Regions from separate parts of the Gossypium hirsutum genome. Here region 2 is linked to region 1. A link is a contact called in public Hi-C data. All regions are on one chromosome and are shown on one strand. Each heading gives the region's core, a stretch centred on a gene start, on an enhancer-like site or on the middle of the called end of the contact. The rest is flanking DNA. Distances are from core to core; before and after follow the strand shown. Region 1 holds the start of LOC107941334 (IQ domain-containing protein IQM3). Region 2 has its middle 24 kb from the start of LOC107935674.

The links. A called contact is a pair of places that touch in the nucleus more often than the background predicts.
Region 2: a contact with region 1 is called in a Hi-C map of leaf, with 2.6 times the contacts expected there. The contact joins the enhancer-like site here to the promoter of LOC107941334 in region 1. A contact is called at or near these places in 8 of 34 Hi-C or Micro-C datasets (callus, hypocotyl, leaf and 1 more).

What each region holds. Positions count from the first base shown.
Region 1 is chrA01:56,149,488-56,157,035 of Gossypium_hirsutum_v2.1, reverse strand. It overlaps LOC107941334 (IQ domain-containing protein IQM3), which reads left to right and starts at 3,827. Exons shown (of 8, transcript XM_016874892.2): 1 at 3,827-4,335; 2 at 4,418-4,532; 3 at 4,651-4,716; 4 at 4,796-4,884; 5 at 5,033-5,120; 6 at 5,208-5,354; 7 at 5,452-5,544; 8 at 5,977-6,691. The coding sequence starts at 3,977. The coding sequence ends at 6,567.
Region 2 is chrA01:56,271,333-56,278,880 of Gossypium_hirsutum_v2.1, reverse strand. No RefSeq gene overlaps it. Among protein-coding and RNA genes, the nearest start is that of LOC107935674, 24 kb to the left of the region's middle. Within about 2 kb of position 3,455, at least 3 of the 9 cell types and tissues checked have an H3K27ac peak or open chromatin away from gene starts, as enhancers often do. A contact at or near this core is called in hypocotyl and leaf, where this site is marked.

The DNA.
Region 1 (7,548 bases), core at 2,578-5,077:
TCCCTACTCTAATATTAAAACTCTTCTTTAACTTACATTATTTTTTAAAAATTAAACAAACCTCTATTCTTTGATTTTTTCTTCATTACAACTTTTAATTTTAACAAAATATGCTTTTGGAAAAGAATCAAACACTCATTAAGATATTATTTAGACTATTAATATTCTATTTCAGTTTTTTTTTAATCTTGATACGTTACAACAGTTTTTAATCACATAAATATAAATTTATACTAAATATTTTATAACCAATTTTTATCTGAAATAGAAAAAAGTTAAAAAAAAAACTTATGGGTTTGTCAAAATAAATAATATTTTTATATATCATTTTACTACATTAGACTTAGGCTTTACTTGGTAGAGTAAAAAAAATTATAAAAAAGTATATTAATTTTAAATTAGAATGCTTGGTAAGAAAAAAAATTTTAAAAAAATATAATTTTACTTTCATCTATTACTTGATAGAATTAAAAAATAAAAAGAAAGAAAATAAAACTTTTGATAAATACAAAATTTTGAAATATCTGACATCTGTCTCTCTCATTTTCTTTCTTCTTATCATTTAAATTGAAAATAATTTATTTTTGCGTATTAGAATAGAAAGCGAAATTTCTTATTATTTTTTTCTCTCACTTTCTGTATTACTAAGCATATTCAATTTATTTTCTTTTCAATTTTTTATTTCCTTTTTCAATCCTTTCATTATTTTGCTTAACCAAGATGCTAATGAGATTTTTTTTTTAAAAAAAATTACTTATACTTAAAAATAAATAAAAGTGAGGTAATTTTATTTTTATTTTTTAAAAAAGGAAGACTTATACCCTTGTTTAGTAATGTTTTTCAAACCAACTTTTAAAAACCAAATTAAAAACTAAGAAATTTAGACTGTATTTGGTATTTTTGTTTTATTGGAAAATGAAAATCATTGAAGAAAATGTATTTGATTAAAATTTTTTTAAAAAAAATGAAAATATGTGAAAATTAGAAAACAATAAAAAGTTATTTTCATTGTTTTCACTAAAAATGTTTTATAAAAGTGAAAATGATGACAGTAAGGATTTTTGACTTAAGATGAATTAACCCAAGTTAAAACTTATATAAATGCAAAAAATTCTTTTTGTCAAATGTTTTTCTAATATTAAATCTAGTACCCTAGTTCAAATCCATATAAATGTAAATTTATTTTATTTTATTTTTGTTAGAGAAAAACAGCTACCAAAACCAAACATAATTTCATGTTTTCATTATTAAGAATTTTATTTATTTCTATTTACTAATCATATTTTCAATTTAAAAAAAAAGAAAATAAAAATTATTTTTTGAAAATGAAAATAGAAAATATTTTCAGAAACCAAATCCTTAGTCTCCATTTGATTTCAAAAAACAGAGGTAAATTTTGTTTTTGTTTTCTAAAATAGAAAACATTTTGAAAATTTTAAAAATGATTTTAAAAAAATGAAAATAAAAGTATGTGGAAACTAGAAATTAATAATAAGTTGTTTTCATTGTTTTCACTGAAAATGTTTTGTAAAATTGAAAATGACAAAAACAAGGATTTTTAACTTTAAATGAATTAATCTTGGTTCAAACCTATATAAACACTAAAATATTCTTTTTAAAAACTTTCAAATATTAAATTTTGTACCCTAATTCGAATCTATGTAAATGTAGAATTTTTTATTTTATTTTTCATGTTTCTATTATAGAAAAATAAGTACAAAATATATTTTCAATATTCAAAAATAAATTTCTATTCCTATTTATAAAACATATTTTTTCAATTTCCCTAACCATTTATCTCAAACCATCTATCCCGTCAACAATTTCCCTCCATACTCCACAGTTCATAAACACGCAGTCACAAGCATATTATCACATAGACATAATAACGTGGAGTACGCTAAATCATATATATTGTATCACAACCATTTCGAGCATACTGAAACACTTATGGATACTCATATACCTACCCACTCTTATGCATACAAGGCATTCTCAAACAACAAAGATCATACCAGTCATAACATTCAAAGAACACCCATGTATGGAGTAAAGAAACTCACCTGATGCATCTTTGCCTTATCAGCTTAGCTTTTCTGAACATCAAAGCTTCTATTCTCTAGCTCACTAGATTCTCCATTTTTCAGACACAAACCCCGTGATCATCGCTCCATGTAGAGCTTCCTATAATTATCTCTTCTTCGAAGCAACAAAGAAGAATATGAAGAAGAGAAGAAAATTAAACAAAATTGAGAAGAATTCACCTAGGAATTCATTTCTCAGCTATTTATAGCACTTTATGTACGGTTACCAACCCTATAAAAATCATCCATTGGTAATCATTTTGTCTCCCACTATCAAACTAGTTGGTTCTCATCCAATGGAACTAGAATTGAAACTTAACTATGTCCAAATTAGCCGCTAAATTTTCCTATTTTTCAATAGAAACCACCAACTTATGGTTTCTTTCAATTTGACCCCTAATTATTCCTAATTTTTTGGCTTAAGGAAAATTAGGTGTGACAATGAGGATCATTAAAAGCAACTTGAGTTGCTTGAAAAAGAAAAAGCTTTATCTAACAAAGTTTCTCCAAAAATATTTGAAAAGGGAAAAAATTCAAAGGCAAACTTTGTTAAAGTACTACTATAAACAAGGACATCCTTTCTAAATGAATACCTAAGGGGACCAAAATTATAAGAACTAATGCTGGACCCAAAAGAATTAGGGTTTCACCAAGCAACCGTTGTCGACCCGATTTGCATTTCATCTTTTGTACACCACACAACAACTCCTTCCTGCTGGAAACCTTATTGTCGCCAACTCTGCTATAGGTTAATGTAACGAGTTCAGCATCTTTGGTGGAGAAAATGAGTAAATTGGGTATATTGAAAAGCCCTTGTGCTTTTCACTATGACTATGATCTTAGACTTCTGCATGGATTTTATAAAGCATCCTCCTTTGATAAGGTGAAACTTGTTGCCGTGCCCGTATAACCACTGCCAACTAGGGCCCCCAACTACATTCTATCCTTTGACAGTACAACATTTGTAAACTTGAAGCCCTAGTTACACTACAACTCATGACCATATAATCACCGTCAACTAGGACCTCGAGTTGCAATGCGATCTCGACTTCTCAAGTGGTGGGACCATATAAAGTATCTTGTTTTACAAATCAAAGAGTAATTATAAAAGAATTATATTAGAAATAAATAATATAAAGTATTCAATAAGGATATCATTGTATTTGTAAAAAATTATAAATAATTTTTAATAAAATGAAAATTTAAAAACATACATTAGAATCAAATGAAAATGATTTTTGAAATTGAAGTTTTTATCTTATAATGTGATTATCCGTATTAAACAAAATAAAATAAAATAATGAGAAATTTTAAAAAATTACCGCTTATTTACATAAAATTTTAGAACTTATATTTATACAAATTTTTAGAACACACTCTTATTTTACTTTGAAATAATTTTAGTCTTATTTAAAATTTAATCAATGTTGAATTTATTTGTTTTATATTTTTTTAGTTTAACTAAAATAGATTTATGGCACTCAATTTTTTTCAATTAGATTAATAAAATTCAATAATAATAATAATAACAAAATCACAAAAATCCTTACTCAAAGACTGTTAAAGCCAGATTTATGATTTATGAGGCGGAGCAATGTCAGTCCATAAATATATATCATAATTGATTTTACTTTTGAGTATGCTTGGTCACTAGTTTGTTTTGTCTCGAGCGAGTTACACAAAATCTCACTCTCAACCTCAGCGCGTAACACACACGCACTTCACTAACTCTTAATCCAACTGGAATCTATTTACAAATTTACAAGTGGGTTTCCCGGCGATTTTCTAAGTCCTTGGCTCTGGTTTTTTCTTTTAAGTATTCTCTCCAAAACCAACGACCCTAAGATTCTCTCTTTCTAAAACTCCTTCAAATTTGGCTACCAAGAAAAACAATGGAAGTAATTGAAAGTCAAGCAGCTGTTTCGAATTTCGATCTCCAGTCAAAGTCTCCGTTTTATAACATTTCCTCCACCGACATTACGAACGCCGGCTTACTTGGGGAATCCGAATTTGTATCTGTGGATAGTCCGAACCAAGCTAGCGAATCGGATTTCCCGACGGTGGTTAATGGTGGTGGTTTGAAAATGCTGCTGGAGCCGTTATCCGACGGCCGAGATTCTCCGGGTTCGAATCAGACGCGCAGTGGCGGTTCTTCTCATTCCAACGCCGCCGTTAAGGTCCAGAAGGTGTATAGGAGTTACCGGACACGGCGTAGGTTAGCAGACACCGCTGTTGTCGCTGAAGAACTCTGGTAGTTTCTTTCATAAAATCTTTGTCTGTCTTCAAAATATATATTATTTAATACTAATAGTAAATATTTTTATTATTTTCAGGTGGCTGGCTTTAAATTATGCAAGGCTTAATCACAGCACAATTTCCCTTTTTAATTATTTGAAACCAGAAACTGCTGCTTCAAGGTGGAATCGCGTTGGCTTAAATGCTTCTAAGGCATTTTCTTCTTCTTCTTCTTCTTTTTATTTTTTTTTTCTTTTACCTCCCAGTTTCCATGTTCTGTCTTTTTTTTTTAGTTAATTTTCATAAATAATTAAGTTGGGAATTTTGTCAGGTCGGGGAAGGGTTGTCCATAGACGCCAAAGCACAAAAATTGGCTTTTCAACATTGGATTGAAGCTGTAATTTACTCTTCTGTATCTTTTTATTAAACAAAATATATTGGATAATTTTGAATCTAACACTTTTTTTCAACTGTAGATTGATCCACGACACCGTTATGGCCATAACTTACATATTTACTACGATGAATGGTGCAAAACTGATGCTGGTCAACCATTTTTCTACTGGTAAACCCCAAACATTTTTCTCATTCTATTAATATTGGTAGGAAGACCAAATTAAAGTAGATGGACTAAATCTTCAAATTGAGCATAGTACTAGGACAAAAATAATGATTTCACCTTTTTTCTTTCTTTCTTATTTTGTTTCCTACAGGTTAGATATAGGTGATGGCAAAGATGTCGATCTCGAAGAATGTTCAAGATCAAAGCTTCGAAAACAATGCATCAAGTATCTCGGACCTGTATGTATGCAAACTCATATGTTAGATTCAATCTCTTTTTCCAAATAAGATTGAATGAAATTGTTAATTCCCTGTTGTTGTAAACAGCAAGAAAGGGAACATTATGAGTACATTGTTGTTGAAGGAAAGATTATCCATAAACAAACTAGAAATGTCCTTGATACATTCCAAGGCTCGAAAGAAGTTAAATGGATATTTGTTATGAGCACCTCGAAGAAATTGTATGCCGGCGAGGTAAACCATCTGGCTTGAACCGCAACTTTTAGATTAAATACTTACTAGATGTATGAAAACCCAAAAATGTCTTTAATGTCTTTTCGGTACCTTGCAGAAGAAGAAAAGAATGTTCCATCATTCTAGCTTCTTAGCTGGTGGAGCAACGCTAGCTGCTGGTAGATTGGTGGTGGAGAAAGGGATACTAAAGGTATAAGTTTGTAACAATTTAGGATTTAGTAGTGTACTCAGATTTTGTTACGGGCTGCCAATATTGATAGTTGCATTTGAATGGCCGGATGACTTATACGATGTATGTGAGACATGATTTTGTTTGTTTTTCAGTCCATCTCTGCATATAGCGGACATTACCGGCCAACGGATGATAGTCTCAACAGTTTTCTTTCCTTTCTGAAGGGGAACGGAGTGAACCTTGACAAAGTTGAGGTGACCTTTCAATCTCCTCTTCTGCATTTGTTGGATTTGTCAAATTGCATCAATTAATGTCTGCTTGGTTATTTCATATGCTTGCTGGTTTTGATCCTTGAACGTCAAACCTCTGATTCCACTTTCAGTTGGATCATGCCGCCATTCGTTAGGTATTTCTTGGATATATGATGAATTACATCTATTTTGTGTTCAGATTCGCCGTTCAACCGATGATTCTGATAGCTACGATGATGGAAATTCCAGCAGTAGTGTTAGTACTTTTGGATTTTCAGCAAGCTCAGTGCCGACTGAACCCAAAATCAACAAAGAAGAGAAGAATCTGTCATTAGAATCATATGATACTAAACAACCGGAGACCACAAATACTTACGAAAGGACTTTATCTGGTGGTCTTCAGAGTCCGAGAACTGAGGTGCCTAAAACTGCGATATTGCAAAGGATTAACTCAAAGAAGGCAACGAAATCGTACCAATTGGGACATCAGCTGTCATTCAAATGGTCAACCGGTGCTGGGCCAAGGGTGTCACTCAAATGTTCAACCGGTGCTGGGCCAAGGATTGTGTGTGTCGCTGATTACCCACTAGAACTGAGACAACAAGCGCTAGAGTTTGTCAACTTGTCCCCAAGAACCCCGAACACCCCTTCACCTTACCTAACTCCAAGAACACCGCGTACCCCAACAACCCCATCGGCATACAGGCGTCCCAATAATCTTCCACCGATTGCAACTCGGCCAACACTAAATGACTCAAACACGGATGCAACTCCTGGTATCCAAGCATAACATGATGAAGTTATCGTTACGTTTTGATGCACTAGTGAATGTAAATATGTTTGATGATGCTTTTATATCAGTTCGGCCTCTTTGGAATGGCTTTTAGTATAAATAAAGAAACACTGTTTCCCTATGGAAGATAAATCTTTTCATTGTCCATATATATATACATTACATTTGGGGTAGGATATGATACATGCTCGATTTTACTGCCAATAAAACATCAAAAGGATTAGTACTAAAATTACAAGGTAAATTTTTTTATTATTGTTTTTTTTTCTAATTATCAAGACAACATTTTGATAAATGTTAGCTATTTCAGCAATGTCAACTAAAAAGGATAGTAAAATAAAGAGCTTATATGTCTGCATGTATGATATGTTTATTTAAAAAAAAACATATTTTTGTCCAAATATGTGTTGCTTTTGATCTAAATATGAACAACCATTTGACTATAAAAATTAAAAATTCAATAACATGAATCTGTTCGCTTGATTTAATGAATTAATTTTTAAGATTGAAATAATTCCAACTTGAAGCAATCTAAACTTAAATTTTAAAATCAAAGAAAAAACTTCCAAATGACCCGAATAAGAAGTGATGAATTCTTCTATCACACAAATAACTCGTGCCCTTGAAGTATTAGATTCAATTTTTGGATAAAAATTGAATCAAACTCGCTTTTTGGCAGAATTGGTTTATGATGTGGACTACTTCCTTTTTTACGCTTGGCAGATTTTAATTTTTGTGTTTTCTAACATTTTATTTGCTTCTTAGTCAATTTAACATTAGAACATATATTTTTCAATAATTACAAATGAAAATGTACAACTATCCTAAAAATAATGTCATTTCGTTATTATGCAAAAGTTGTCATTATTCATAATAATCAATTATGTTTCTTGTCACCAAAAGTTATACCACTTAATTAATAACAAGAGTCATAATTATTCAAATAGATACTTATTGAATAATTATGTTCATGGCTAA
Region 2 (7,548 bases), core at 2,206-4,705, 120 kb before region 1:
GAGAAAAAGGGGAGACAGAGAATAGAAGGTAAGGAATTACCTTAAGGAAGCCGATTGATCCATCTCAGAAGTAGGATTCATCATTAAGACTGAAGATCTCTCTTCAATTTCCCTTCAGGAGTTTTGGGTTTTCTTTATGTTTTGTATTCTTTCTTCTTCTGAAATATTTTCTTATTTAGTTATGAACTAAATCCCCTAAATACCTAAGGGGAATGAAACCTAAGACGAATTTTGTTATTATTTTCTGAATCGTATGATAAATATTTAACTTGTTCTTAATTATGTGTTTTTAATTCTTGTTTTGATATCCCAGGATACTGATTCAAGACATGCTCTTATTCAGAGGAGGAATAGACCCTGTCTAAGAGTACTTTTGTCATAATTAAGCGGAGTTGTTTGCGCGCCTAGAAATAGGGTGACAAGATTTTGCCGGATTAGGGTGAAACCTAATAAGGGGATCCATAGATCGAGTTAATGCAACCCTAGAGTGTTAATTAGAGAAAAGTCTCGGTTATTCAATCTAGGGATTAGACGTTATTAGTCTTGAATAGGGATAATAACATAACTTATGGATCTCTACGGAACAAGTTGAATGAATAAATAGTCCGATTCGGAGCCAGAATAACAAGTAAAGTCTAGGTGGATTTTTCCTTAGGTATTGTCTCAAGTCAATCGATTTTCCCAAAAACAATTCCCCAATTCTTTTCTCTGTGCGTTCTTAGTTTAGATAATTTAGTTAACCCCATTATTCTTAGGCTAGATAATAAAAAGACAGTCATTACTAATACTTTTAGTTCATTTGGGTTCGATAATCCAGTCTTGCTAAAACTATACTACTGTTCGATAGGTACACTTGCCTACATCGCGATAATAGTTAGTCTAGGTTTGATCTTCATTATAAATATTTATTACTTGTTACGAATCACGCGATCACCCACCAACCCTGCATACCATCTCTGACCAACCCAACACACCATGTGGGGATAGAATCGAACCACCTAACCCTACACACCAAGTATGGGGATATAATAGTACATAATAAATATATGCAGCGTAGCTGCCAGATAACAGGCTAATCGCCTCTCAAACTTCCTTCTCTTCACAAAAATCCCAACCCAATGCAATGCAACATACATATCATGACATGCTTATATGCAGATATCAGATCTTATCAAAATCATGGCAGAACAGATATACGAAATCAGACAGATACACATGCTTGTAATACCATGCTTTTGCATACAATTCAGTAATCAATTAGAGTATGGGGTTTAAGTAATGCTTACCGCCCCTACAGTCAGGTTACGGTCGACTTAGACGACCCGTGCAACCTTACAGAACATTTCAAACAAATTGGGCTCACACGCCCGTGTGGGCTCACGGCCTAACTTGGCTTTGCCCGTGTGGATCACACGGCTTGGCGCAGATTCCCACACGCCAGTAAGGTTTACCTGTGTGGCCCACACGGTCCATTTGCCTGAGCCCGTGCCTCGTACATGGCCTACAAGCCATCACACACCCGTGTCCGTATTGCCCGTGTAGCACGCGCACGGTTTGGCTCGCCGAACACACGGCCGTGTATCGCCACACGCCCGTGTGGCGTCGACAGTAGAAGTTTTGACTTTCGCTGAAACGCAATTTCGAATAAATTGAAGTACACACCTGGTTCGTTTTCGCTGCTAATCCAACCGTGAGCACTCCAAAACCTAACATTGACAATATCGAGCCCAAAATCAGTCACTTAAATCAACATCCTTAAGTATTACCAAATCCTAAAAGAGAGATCTACTTACCTTCAATGAAGAACAGTGTTTCCTTGCTGTTTAGAACTCGATTACTGATCTACAGAGCCTTGAATATCCCCTAAACAGCAAACAAAAATCCTTTTAAACGATTGCCAAAGAAAATCACGTAACTTGATAAAGTGATACTTACCAAATTGATAGGACCGCTAGCAATACTCCTAAACTTATCGAAAAAGAAGAAAAACGAAGGGAAGAAAGAAAAATAGAAGGGAATTTTCGGCAGCAAAGGGGTTTTGGGAAAAAGAAAACGGCAGAGAGCAAGAGCTTTTGTTAAAAAGAAATGAAGAATCCCTAAACCCCAATTCAGATTTCTGATAAAGCCCAACTATTAGCCAAAACTTGCAGCAAAAATAATCCCATCGCTATTGTAGGGAATCGAACTCCAGACCCTAAGCGTGATCCCTTGCCATCTAACCACTAGACTAGTAAGCCCATTCTGTTAGGTTTTTACCAACAATCCCTTATAAGCCCACTGACTTAAAGTCAGGCTTTATTCAAATAAAAAAAAACCCAAAATTTAGCCCAAGTTAAAGCTTGAACTTAAGACCTCCCAAACACACCCCAGAGCACATAACCACTTAAACCAACATGTTTAAAGCCAAAAATAACACAGACCCAGTTGTTCAGTTATTTCCATGCTCAACAATTACAAAAGCCGAAATTAAAGAAATTTGGGGCATTACAGCAAGGGGTGACAATATTTATATATGTATCATCTAGATGTTAGATGAAAGTTTTAACCGTTGTTTTAAGCAAATTTTGAGAAGATTAAATTTTACTATTAGTCTTTATACATTTCAAAATTTATGGATTTAGTCCTTGTATTTTAATTTGATCATTTTTAGTACATGTACTTTTCAAAATGATTGATTGTAGCCCTTGTACTTTTTAAAATTTTGAAATTTAAAATTTTAGTCTTGACTCAAATAGAAGCAGTTAATTTTGTTTGGTCAAATTCAATTACTAATCTTTTAGTATGTGTACAATTGTAGGTTTGGTCCATTTTCTCCAATTTGATCATTCTAAGTCCATATGCTTATTGAATTTGAAATTTTTAGTCTTAACACAAATGTCAGTTGTTAATCCATTAACTAAATTTGTAGTGAGTAATATGTAGAAATAATAAGCTGACATAGCATTACATACAATAATATGTTTGGCGCATCAAGTTTTAGAAACAGAAGAACTTAACTTAATAAATTTAACAATTATCATTTGATGAAGATTAAAATTTTAAAATTCAAAAATTACATGAACTAACATTGATAAAATTAAAGTATAGGGACTAAATTCATAACTTCCATAAATTATAGGGACTAATAGAAAATTTGAACGTTTTGAGAATGGGAGGAATTGTTTATATTGGAGAAAATAGCATGAGATATTTTATTCTCACGTAAACAAAACATGGCTTAAAATTAACTAATATGTTTGTATATCGTTTGGCTTCAACCTTTAAAAATAATAAATAAAATACAAACCGACCGACCACGCAATCCAAGTATCATAAATGTTAGGAAATCAAAATGGGGCCGCATTACAAACATTTTTGAGTGAAGACAAGAAAGGTAACAGTGACTTCTAAATGCACCGTCATTCCATGCATCCACATAATACGTCCAATTTTATAGCTTGTCCACTTCACACGTGTTCATTCATCTCACCCGCCTGTCAGAGAGTGCCCTTACCTCGTTTTTGGACGGACCTTATGCATCCACCAATCCATCCCCGGCCCTTTTAAGTCAAACCACTTTCTTTCACTATTATTTTCTAACAACAATTTTATTCAAACTTTTTCAAATTATTAATTTTGAATATAAATTTATATTTAAAAATAATATATAATAATACATAAACATGTATAAATCAAAATAGAAATATATATTAAATTATAAGTAAAATAAAATTCAAACACTTATATATCATATTAATAATATTAAATTAATATAATTATTTAAATAAATATGTGATAAAATTATATATTGAATTCTCAATTTATAATTTAATTTCTCCTCTAAAAGAATTTTTGGATTCATCTGTGCATATTAAGACATATCAATAATAAATTAATTAATAATTTTAAAAGGATTAAAAAGAAATATATAAACTGAATCAAATCTAAAATGTATTATTGATTTTTTTAATAAAATTATTTATTGTGCAAATCACTAAATAAATCTCATAATGTGTATATTTTTAACATATATGTTACTAATCTAGTGCATATTTATATATATTAAACTTGGTTAGACATGCAAATGCATGTAATCAAATTCTTTTGTTTTTGGGTACCATTACAAGCTTACAAACAGGGGAGGAGATGTAATAGCATAGAATTATATCTTAGATCTTGAGGGAAAAATATTTATTAAAGAGGGAAAAAAAGGTTTTTTTTAGGAAAAATGAGTGATTAATTATGAGAAGTGGGAGATATCAAGTTTTATTCTATTAATTAGATGTTGGTTTATTTTAAGATAGTCTGGGTTAGAATTCGAATTCTTATATAAAAGAAATTGTGAAAAATGGATAATTTTTTAATTAAATGAGTAAAATCCTCAAAAAGATTTATTTTTGTATTTATGCATGTATTATCCAATTGAGTGAAAATAATTTATTGTTAGTATAGATAATGAGGTTTTGTTGAAGCAGAAGGTTTGAGATTTTATTGAAGTTGAAACCATTTGCATTTTGTACCTCCTTTTTGCTTTTGTTTTCAAAAAGTTGATTTTGCAATATACTATTTTCAAATTACATTTACATCCAATTTGCATGCTTGTTTTATTGTTTATGTGGAAATAAATTTATATAATAAAAAAAAACTAAATGAAGAAATGGTAAAAGTTTGAAATCAAATCCCATCAGTAAATTTTAACATGATTTGAAATGAAAATAATATCCCACAATAATTTTTATTATTACATAAAAATAATCAATTGAAACTCTAGATAATAGATGAAGTTGTTTTCAAAATATATTATTTTATTCAATCCTTTAGTGCAATGGAATTGAGTTAATTTTTGTAGAATTGCATTAAATTACCAAAAATATTTGCTAGAAATTAAATTAAGCAAGCTTATCTTAGAAATAACATAGGATACTCTTTGAAAGAATTCCATAATAAATTTGTTCCCTCAAGTGCACATGGAACAATTTTGCTCTAATTCACCACAACTTCACAAAGGACAAGAAGGAGTATATATATAGTATTGTAAACATTTTTTTCAATCACATTTTTCTTGATAGATATATTTTATTCTTAAAAAAATACAAAAAAAAAAATCACAATCATATCTTATTATTCCATCCCAATATGTCTCATCTTAAGGTGACATCAAAATCTTCTTATTTGAGAGAGAAAAAAAAAGCAATTAAAATTGAAGAGATTCTCTTCATCTAGCAATGAAAGGCTTCATGGCAAATGGATATTTCCAACATCAATCAAAACTAGATATGGAATGTTATTTTGTGTAATATTTGACCATTTGAGTTATGGAACAATAATTACTATTTATGTCCTTTCATATGTTTTTGGATCAAAATCAAATGCTCTTGAGAAATCCAAATCAGGTTCATTTTTCTTTATATTAATTTTTATATTTTCATAATTTCAAGTGTAATTTATATGCATACAATTTTAACTTTAGATTTAATTACTATAAAGTGTTCATCTCTTTCTTTAATCATATAATTGGGAGTGAAAATAGAGCACATTTTATGGTTATTCGTCCTACTCTCTTTATGGAATACCTACAATAAAGTAGTTAATTTATTTTATTAGATAAAAATATTATTAGCGGTGAGGTCCAAAACATGTATGAGAAAAGAAATAAAAAAAATGAAAAAGGAGATAAACATGTGCAATTAGTTAGAATAGTGATTTCAGGTTCATGCATATTATATGCAGTACGTGAAGGGAAACATCAAAGGAGGTTTCTTAAACTCTTTGAAGAGATAATTCAAATGTATCTGACAGGTAAGTGTAATTAATTTATTTAAATTAATGAAATTTGGTTGATGATTAACCCCACCGGTGCCTGCCAAAGTCAGGTCTTGTCTCCTTCAAATGATTGCCCAACACAAACATTTGTTACGGAGAGAGTGATGAAAATTGTGGCGTCGTGCCGGCCTGTAATGGCTGCCTTGGTTACACAAATCAACAAGGATGCTTTGATTGAAACTGGCTTTGTACTAAATTCTGCCAACAATATTTTTATTCACATCTCCTTTTGTGGATAATAAAATTTTAGAATTTTAATGTGCTTGGGGTAATTTTTCTGTTTTAAAAAGATTTAAATTGAATACTTATAACTGGGAGGGACTAAAACTGAAATTATTTCATTTAACCAAAAGATTATTATAGGGTACATTTGCAATTGAACTAAACAACTCTACAAGCAGGTCATGTATTCTTTTATTTATTAAATTTTAATTTTTTTTAATGTAAATTAAATATATTGGACAGGTTCTTAATTGTTGTTGTATGAAATATCTATATTTTTATAAAATTTTTGAATAATTTAATGTAATGTGTAAGAATGTACCTAAGCCTAAACAACGTTTACAATAAGCATTTTACCATTTCATCTATAACTCAATTATTGATAATTTTTTTAGGGAAAAGTATCGAAATTCTACATCAACTTGGTCTAAGTGTAATTTTGATGCACAAACTTTAATTATTTTATTGTAGCTCAAATGTATACATGAAACTTCAATTTTGATCTAATTTTACACATTATAAAAAATAAATATATCAATTTTATTTTGGTCTTAAATAAATATAATTATTTGTTTAAAACGATGTTATATCTATAGTTGTATTAGTAAATTGTGAAATTTGAATCAAATAAATATTTAATATATAAATTTGTACAAAATTAAAGTTCACATATAGCACTGCACATTGAACTAAAGTTCATGTGCAATTTTGAACTTCATCCCATTTTTTTTATAAATATAATTTTAATATTATGTTTTTCTTTCACTTACATCATGGGTGTAACAAAAATTAGTATACATAATATCTTTGGTTGAGTTGGTGTTACGAATCAACTCAATATTGAACTTTCTTTTAACCAACACGATAACATTTCAACGTGTTATAGAAAAATAAAAATACCATAATAAACAATTAGATTGTATTTAATATTTATAATCTGATGTGTTTACGTATTTAATATTTTTTTACTTATAATTTAAATTAATTTTTTATTTTAATTCCATATAGATTGTATATATATCATTATTAATTTATTTTTAAACTCATACATGTATATATATATTAACTACATGGTATCCAAAGGTATTTTTAGTATATAATGCAATTTGTTAGTGTGTAATTGTAAGCTGGCCCTTAACTGAAGAAAAAGGTATTTTGAGAACTTATAGGCTACAATTTAAATGGGCTGGACCGTTTACCCAGCTTATATTTATAAAATCTCTTCCTTGTCCTTAATCCAACATTCAGTCCATGAGTTGAGGTGGCAATGGACTGATTTAATAGGTTTATGTTAGGTTATTTTGAGTTCAGGGTGTTTTTTTTATATATTTAAAGTTTAAAATTTTACGTGTTTAAATTATTTTAGATTCGAGATGAAATTATTTTGCATTAAATATAATTATATTCAATATTTTTGGAATTATATCGGATTATTTGGTCAGATTGATTAGATCAAGAATTAATCGTAGTTTCAATCCAGTAGTTTCAATCCAGAATAAGGGTTAGATAGAATGAATCACAAAA